2 separate regions of the Mus musculus genome follow, and region 1 is linked to region 2. A link is a contact called in public HiCAR-type data. All regions are on one chromosome and are shown on one strand. Each heading gives the region's core, a stretch centred on a gene start, on an enhancer-like site or on the middle of the called end of the contact. The rest is flanking DNA. Distances are from core to core; before and after follow the strand shown. Region 1 has its middle 30 kb from the start of Olfr536. Region 2 holds the start of Olfr525 (olfactory receptor 525).

What was found. HiCAR-type assays count read pairs that join an accessible place to other places.
Region 1: a contact with region 2 is called in a HiCAR-type map of Th17 cells, with 5 times the contacts expected there. The contact joins the enhancer-like site here to the promoter of Olfr525 in region 2. A contact is called at or near these places in 3 of 39 promoter capture datasets (liver, maxillary cranial neural crest and stem cell-derived epiblast-like cells), 1 of 15 datasets of contacts at CTCF or cohesin (CD8 T cells), 2 of 115 datasets of contacts at active chromatin or transcription factors (CD8 T cells and Th17 cells) and 2 of 9 other capture datasets (adipose tissue and liver).

The regions. Positions count from the first base shown.
Region 1 is chr7:140,535,003-140,538,935 of GRCm38.p6, forward strand. It overlaps the pseudogene Olfr537-ps1. Among named protein-coding and RNA genes, the nearest start is that of Olfr536, 30 kb to the left of the region's middle. Within about 2 kb of position 2,684, at least 3 of the 459 cell types and tissues checked have an H3K27ac peak or open chromatin away from gene starts, as enhancers often do. A contact at or near this core is called in Th17 cells, where this site is marked.
Region 2 is chr7:140,320,280-140,324,185 of GRCm38.p6, forward strand. It overlaps Olfr525 (olfactory receptor 525), which reads left to right and starts at 2,422. Exons shown (of 1, transcript NM_146956.1): 1 at 2,422-3,351. The coding sequence starts at 2,422. The coding sequence ends at 3,351.

The DNA of each region.
Region 1 (3,933 bases), core at 1,434-3,933, 210 kb after region 2:
TCCTCCCCTTCTCCTCTGTGAGAGTGGAGGCCCACCTTGAGATTCCCCCTACCCTAGCACATAAAGTCTCTGCAGGACTAGGTGCATGCTCTCCCACTGAGACCAGACAAGGCATCCCAGTTAGGGGAGCATATTCCACAGACAAGTAACAGCTTTAGGGACAGCCCCACTTCAATTGTTGGGAGAACCCACATGAAGACCAAGCTGCACATCTGCTACATATGTGCGAGGGGCCTAGGTCCAGCCTGTGTATGCTCTTTGGTTGGTGCCTCAGTCTCTGAGAGCCCCCAAATGTCAGGTCAGTTGACTCTGTTGAGCTTCCTGTAGAGTTCCCATCCCCTTCAGGGCCTTCAATCTTTCTTCCAACTCTTCCATAAGAATCCCCCAGCCTCTGTCCAGTGTTTGGGTGTGAGTATCTACATCTGTTTTAGTCATCTTCTGGATAGAGCCTCTTGGAGGACAGTTATGCTAGGCTCCTGTCTGTAAGAATAACAGAGTGCTCGCAAACCTAACCCAGAAACACATCAAAAACATGATCCAGCATGATCAAGTAGGCTTCATCCCAGACATTCAGGGATGGTTTAATATATGAATATCATCAACATAATTCTACATATAAACAAATTGAAAGAAAAAACACACATGATCATCTCATTAGATGTTGAAAAGGCCTTTTGACAAAAATTCTAACACCTATTTAGGTTACAAGACTTAGAGAGAACAGGGATACAAGGCACATACCTATACATAATAAAAGCAGTATACAGCAAGCCAGTGGCCAACATTAAATTAAATGGAGAGAAACTTAAAACAATTCCACTAAAATCAGGAACAAGGCAAGTCTGCCCACTCTCTCCCCATCTACTCAATACAATGCTTGAAGTACTAGCTAAGAGCAACTAAAACAACTAAAAGAGATCAAGAAGGATACAAATTGGAAAGGAAGAAGTCAAAGAGAACTCATACAGCTGATAAACTCCTTCAGTAAAGTGGCTGGATACAAAATTAACTCAAAAAAAAATTAGTAGCCTTCCATTATATAAAGGATAAACAGACCAAGAAATATATTAGGGAAATCTTTCTTTCTTTCTTACTTTCTTCCTATCTTTCTTTCTTTCTTTCTTTCTTTCTTTCTTTCTTTCTTTCTTTCTCTCTCTCTCTCTCTCTCTCTCTCTTTCTTTCTTTCTCTCTTTCTTTCTTTCTACTAAACACTCCCCCCAGTCCCACCTCACAGAGACCCTCCTGCCAGTTTTTACAATAGCCACAAGTAGTATAAAATAGCCTCATGTAACTCTAACAAGGCAAGTGATTGTATAATTCTTCGATGTGTAATCAACAGGTTTGACCATGATCATTAGTCAAAAAGATTTTTTTCTTTTCTCTAGTGTGTACTTTTTTACTCCTTTGTAGTAAGTTATGTATCAATAAGTATATAGAGATAAGTCTGGCTCCTCAGTCACATGATGTATTACATTTCTCTGTCATTTCTTTTTAGAGGTGTCATTTATAAGTCTGTTATTTCTCATCTTGTTATATGGGCTATTGGTAACAAAAATCAATCAAAAGTAAAAATGTTTAATGGATTTCAATTACTTTTTAATATTTTTCTTTACCTCAGCCTGAGGTGATCTTAATCAGTACTCTCCTGGGAAGGTGCTGAGTATCACTCATAGACTATCAGTACTATAGTCCAAAATCCAGGTTTGCTTGGATTAGCTAGACAGATTCAAAATATGCCAGGACAATATAAGAAATTTACATCTGAATTCTTTTTGCTGTAGATCTACTTGAACTATCAAACTGTATATTGGTGCTCTCTAGTGCAATAGAACATATGGTCAGAGCCAACACTGCCCTTACGGTTGAAGACAGCAAATACTTCATTTGAATAACTCCACTTTGAATGGAGGTAGAAATAATGTTTAAAATTCAACATGTATGATCAGGATAAGGGGAAAATAGGTTGTGAGGCACATTACAGAAACGATACAGGAGATAAAATGTGACCAAAGAATATGCAGTGTCAGGAGATGGGTGTAGGACAAAGTGTGAAAGTGCTGAGCACCACTGGATTCAGTAAGTGGAGCACACTACACTGGCTGAGATGCCATGGATTTGCTCAGTCATGAAGGAAAATATCCTTTCATCTTGGGCACTGAAAGAGCTGCAAAGCAAAGACTGTTTCCAGAAAATTGGCACTGCAAATAATTGCCACAAAAATGTTTACATATGGGGTAGAGTATGTTTACATAGGGACTCAGGAAACCCTTAGAAAAAGTGAATGGGTGATGTCAGATGAGACTTCTGAATCAAGCAATAGAATGTGGTTTGCGGAAGGACTGTAGAGAGACAGAGAATTTGTACTAGCGTCCAAAAGCTAATGATCTAAAAAGTGCACACTCCATACTTCTTAATTGATAAAGGAGAAAACTGGAAATGTTGAAAAGGAAAAGAAGCCAGAAATTATGAAAAACTTAAAGAAATTGGAAATACGTTACAATCATGAGAAAGCCATACTTGCAAGCTTAGAGGGTAAGTTGGATGAGAGGGGTAAGAGGATGTGGAAGAATATATTTGTCATATAGAACAGGAAGCTACTGAGGATCTTTCATGGGCATAGGGTAAAGGTAAAAGATGGCTCAGAAGACCGAGCTCAGCTCTATAAAATCAACATCTCAGAGCACTGGGGAGGTGGTGACAAGTTTCTGTGCATGCCAGTGAAAGCACACAGGAACATCTGTAGACTGTAGCAATTATTTCACTTCTGGGTGTGTTGACTTTGATATCACTGTGGTTTGTTGAGACAGAAAAGAAACAGAAATACAATCTCTCTTTAGGCTGGGGTTTTTGAGAAATGCTCTCTGGGGTAAGTGGGTTGAGTTGAGTCAGGATAGTTTCATCCACAGGAGAAGTCACATATCACAGTAAGTTGAAACAGAAGATACAAGTCTCCTTAGCCAAAGACACAATAATTATCAAGTCTTAGTGGGTAGAAGAGAAATACTTTTCCAAATATTACAGAAAAAAGTGACTTAGCGTCAATGGGTCAAGTATGAAGGACAGTGCAAGAGTCATCTCAGTGTGTTGTTCCTTCAAAGTTGCCATTGCATGGAGAATACCAGCTGTGGGAGGAAGGGCTACTGTTTCCAGCACTGTCAGGAGAGCACAGTGCTTTCAGGTGATGTAGAAGAAAAGCACAGGCAGGTACTGAGCTAGGAATACTAAACTCATTTCACATGTACAAAAGGATGGGAGAGGAACAGATATTTTTGTTGATCCAAACCTACAGGGAGAGATTCCTAGTTGAAAATTCAACTGTAAACAAAATACCAACAGGTATGGTAAGAAAATAGGGGATGAGAGGCTTCGCAGATGCAAATTCATTTACTCTTTTCCCTTCTGACAGCAGAAAATTGTGAGATGATCACGTTTCAAAATAAGACTTTAGTATAATAAAATATAATATTTTCTCAGAAGCCAATCCACACCTCTATGAACTGGATACTCCACACAACAATGGTCAGTCCCAACCAGACAGTAGTGACAGAGTTTGTGCTGCAAGGGTTCTCAGAGCACCCGAGTCTAAGACTGTTCCTGATAGGTTGTTTCCTGTCCCTGTACACAGTGGCTTTAATGGGCAACATGGTGATCATTGCTTTGATCACCTCCAGCACTGGGCTCCACAGTCCCATGTACTTTTTCCTATGCAACTTAGCGACCATGATATTATCTGTACCTCCTCTGTGCTGCCCAAGGCGCTGGTTGGTCTACTGTATGAAGAAAATACCATCTCCTTCAAAGGATGCATGGCCCAGCTCTTCTTTCTTCTGTGGTCTGGATCCTCTGAGCTGCTGCTGCTCACAGTTATGGCCTATGACCGCTATGTGGCCATCTGCTGTCCCCTCCACTACAGCTCTAGAATGAGCCCACAGC
Region 2 (3,906 bases), core at 1,172-3,671:
CACAATCTCTCCCCATGGGAAGATTTGAAAACTTCAGAGAAAAGTTGCTTCTATTCAGGGTCAACCTCAAGTGTGATCTACCATAATGACTGTGCATTTCCCAGTCAAAGCATGAGAGTGGCCTACAATTTATGTCCTCAGATAGTGATGAATTAACTGATCAGAGTTGGTTTATCAATAGGACCATGTCACACCAAGATAATTTAATGATGCAATGATAAAAGGAGGGGAGGGAAACCAATAAACTATGCTGAGGAACAGTTTGTTAACATGAAATACATCCTCCTACAGGGATCAAGGGTACATGATGCTCAGGCAAGCTGTCTTGCACGCATCCCCAGGGTAGAAATCACCACAGGGGGTCAGTGTCCTAGAGCACATGACCTCAGGCATCTGCTTTCTCTATGCCTTAGGGTCCTGGTGTCTCAGCTTGGGGACTATGGCCTAGAGGGACTCCTGTTTACCTCATTGTGGGTAATTGCTCTCTGTGGGCCACTCCCTAGCAACCTCAGTGTCCACCCCATGGGGCAGACCCTACATTAAGGTCAAGAGCAAACAAAAGAGACACAGGGTTATAGCTTTGTGCCCATCCTGTATGTTCTCTATGACATGTAGACATCTTGGGTATAGATGGGCAGCCACAGACAGCTTCTCCTTCCATGTGAGTTGCTCCTTCCTCTATTCCCTCTTTCCTTTTGGGTACCCATCTCTCTCTCTCTCTCTCTCTCTCTCTCTCTCTCTCTCTCTCTCTCTCTCTCTCTTTCTCTCTCTCTCTCTCTCCTTTCTTTCTTCTTTCTGTGTCTTCTGTGAGGGAGAGATAATTCTCAGAAGAGATTTGGTTTTGCTTTGATCTATTTTAGTATATAAAAATGAAAAAAAAACCTGTTACCAGAATTACTTTGACTCATAGTTACAGTTTGAAACTTTAAATGCATGGCTCTGTAGGTTTGCTCTGTGACCTATCTGCACTGTTGATCAGTATGAATAGAAATCTTGCCTTGTGGCTTGGCTCTGAGGCAGATTTGGGTCTCTAAAGAGGCATGGTGGTTTCCTGTGGATCTGGTACAGAGTTCAGAACTCAGAGCCACCTGTGGCCTGAATAGTTAGAAGCAGACAGTTACTAGGGTTGAGATGTAGACAGAGGGAATTTGGGGGGTTCAGTTGAGAGGCCCTGCCTTCTGTATGAGGCCCCTGGGATCTGCAGGGAAGGCTCACAGATAAATCTTTCCTTTTGTGGGCACAAGTATGGGTCTTGAAGTTTCTATGGGTAGCTTAGCTCTTCAATAGGAGGGGTTGGGGAATCATAGGCTCAGGTCCTTCTCTTAAGTTCACCCTGTAGGAGAAAGACCTTGATCTGTGCAATCACAGGGGGAAAGTGTCTTCCTTGTTCAGCACATACCCTTTGTGACTTCTTTGTTTTCACATACCCTTTGTGACTTCTTTGTTTTCATGTAGCCAACATCCCACTCATGGAGTCTCCAGGATGGGTGTGGGCCTGCTCATTCCCATCAGATAGTAGAAAGGGGCAGAGCTCTTTCTCTGCATGCTGATCAGTTCCTATTCTTCTCTACCTGAGAGGCCCATATGCTTGGAGAGTCCTGGATGATTAGAGATATATGTGTATAAGGTGAGGGGAAGATAGACTTGAAGCTGGGTAGGAGTGATAGCCTAGAAATTGGGGGCTGGCGTGAAGCCAGGTCCATGCCTTTCATGTTGTTTCCAGTCCTGGCACAGCCTGATACCTTCTCTGGCAGGCACAAGCCTTCCCAGGGTAGTGAGTGATACCTGTTGTCCTCGCTGGGTTTGTCATCCTCAAGGGAGTGATTTAGAGTGGCCACGTAGAAATAGACAGTTCTGGTATTTACAAAAGGGTTATATTCATTCCCCAAGAGCCAGGGCCATCTGTACCACCTACATGCCATTCTGTAACAGCTTCGTGTTCTGAATCTATCACGACCCCAAAACATACATCCTGGAACTGTTTTTATGCCTGCCTCTGAGAACCCTGGCCCACTCCTTGATAAGGTTGGTCTTCTCTAGGTTCAAAAGGTCTATGCTGTGGAACAGACTGCCCCTTAGTATGCCTTAGCTGCCTGGTGTACATGCTGAAAGGAGCTCCAGTTCTCAGAGTATCATAGGGCATGATCTATGTTAAATCAAACAGAAGCTGTAGATGGATATTGCCCATCACAGGCAGGGGTTCCTTCTGTTCTGGGTCTACTGTGTACAGAGTGGAGAGTTCATGCTCACACTGTCACACTGTGTTGAGAGATGATGTTATCAATTCTACAGAAACAGAGCATTGAGAAGCACTCCTACTCACGGCTGTCTGAACCCAGTGTGAAATGATGGCTGCCTCACACCTGGTGTCTCCTTGACCATCCCATCTGTGTCACAGTAACTCCCAGGACTCACTCTCAAATGGAAATAAACAATTACACAACTGTGGTGGAGTTTGTCCTGCAGGGACTCTCTGAGGACCCTGGGCTCCAGGCTCTCTTCTTGGCCTTTTTCTTGCTTCTTTACATCCTGGCTCTTGCAGGAAACACCCTCATCATCATAGCCATCAGCCTCAACTCAAGCCTTCACACCCCCATGTACTTCTTCCTTGCAAACCTGGCCCTGTTGGACATCGTCTGTACATCCACTGTTCTTCCCAAGCTGCTGGAGGGTTTGGTGGGTAAGAGCAGCCACATTTCTTATAAGGGATGCATGACCCAACTCTTTTTCCTGACCTGGTTTCTAGGGGCTGAGCTGCTGCTGCTCACTGCCATGGCCTATGACCGCTATGTGGCCATCTGTCGCCCACTGCACTACAGCATGCTGATGAGCTGGCCCATCTGTGTCCTGCTCGCCGGCAGTGTGTGGGTCATCAGTGCAGCCAGCACATCTGTGCACACTGGCTTGATGGCACGACTCAATTTCTGTGGCCCCAACCAAATTCGTCACTTTTTATGTGAAGTCCCAACACTGCTGCTTCTGTCTTGCAGCCCAACCACCCTCAACAACATCATGATTGTCATTGCAGATGTTTATTTTGGTGTGGTCAACTTTCTGTTGACTATGATATCCTATAGCTTCATCATCACCAGCATCCTGCGCATCCGCTCCACAGAGGGCAAGAAGCGAGCCTTCTCTACCTGCTCTGCCCACCTGGTGGTGGTTGTCCTGTACTACTCCACCGTCATCTACACCTATTTGCAGCCTGGCTCCGGATCCTCCTTGGAGAATGGCAAAGTAGTTGCTTTATTGTACACAGCAGTCAGCCCTACCCTGAACCCCGCCATTTATTCTCTAAGGAACAAGGATGTCAAAGTTGCCCTCAAAAAGTTATTTCCCTGTTTCCAATGAGGAGGCAGAAGGCAACAAATGTGACTTGATCAAGCTGTTGATGAACTATTTGGGATGTGTGACTGAGAATCTGATGTCCTGTCAGAGAACAGATAGGTAATTCATATGGATGTACATCTTCTGTGCTCTCATTGGAGGAGCCACTGGCCATTTTCTTTTGGAAGTGAGGACATCCAGGTTTGGGGTAGGCTGTGTGTTTATATCCTGGGTAGCTATCTCTTACGTAGAGCTTTTTGGTATCATGCATTGGAGAAAATCACCCAGACCCGGATATTGGACTAAGTCCTCTTAGTTTGGACTTGAGAAGTGTGTCTGGTGGCACCATGGTCCTTACACCTCTGAGAGGAGAGAGAACAAGCAATATGCTTCTCATACCAGCAATGCCCAGGAAAGGTGTGGGTTGACACATCTCTTCTTCTCCAGTTGGGATGCTTTGCTGTCATAGTAGAGGATGCCAGACTTTTCTTGGTTTGGACAGAAGCTTCTGCAGACTGAGTAGGAGTTCAATCTCCCTCTGGCCTCTGAATGCTGTTGCACACTGCATCCTCCTAGACT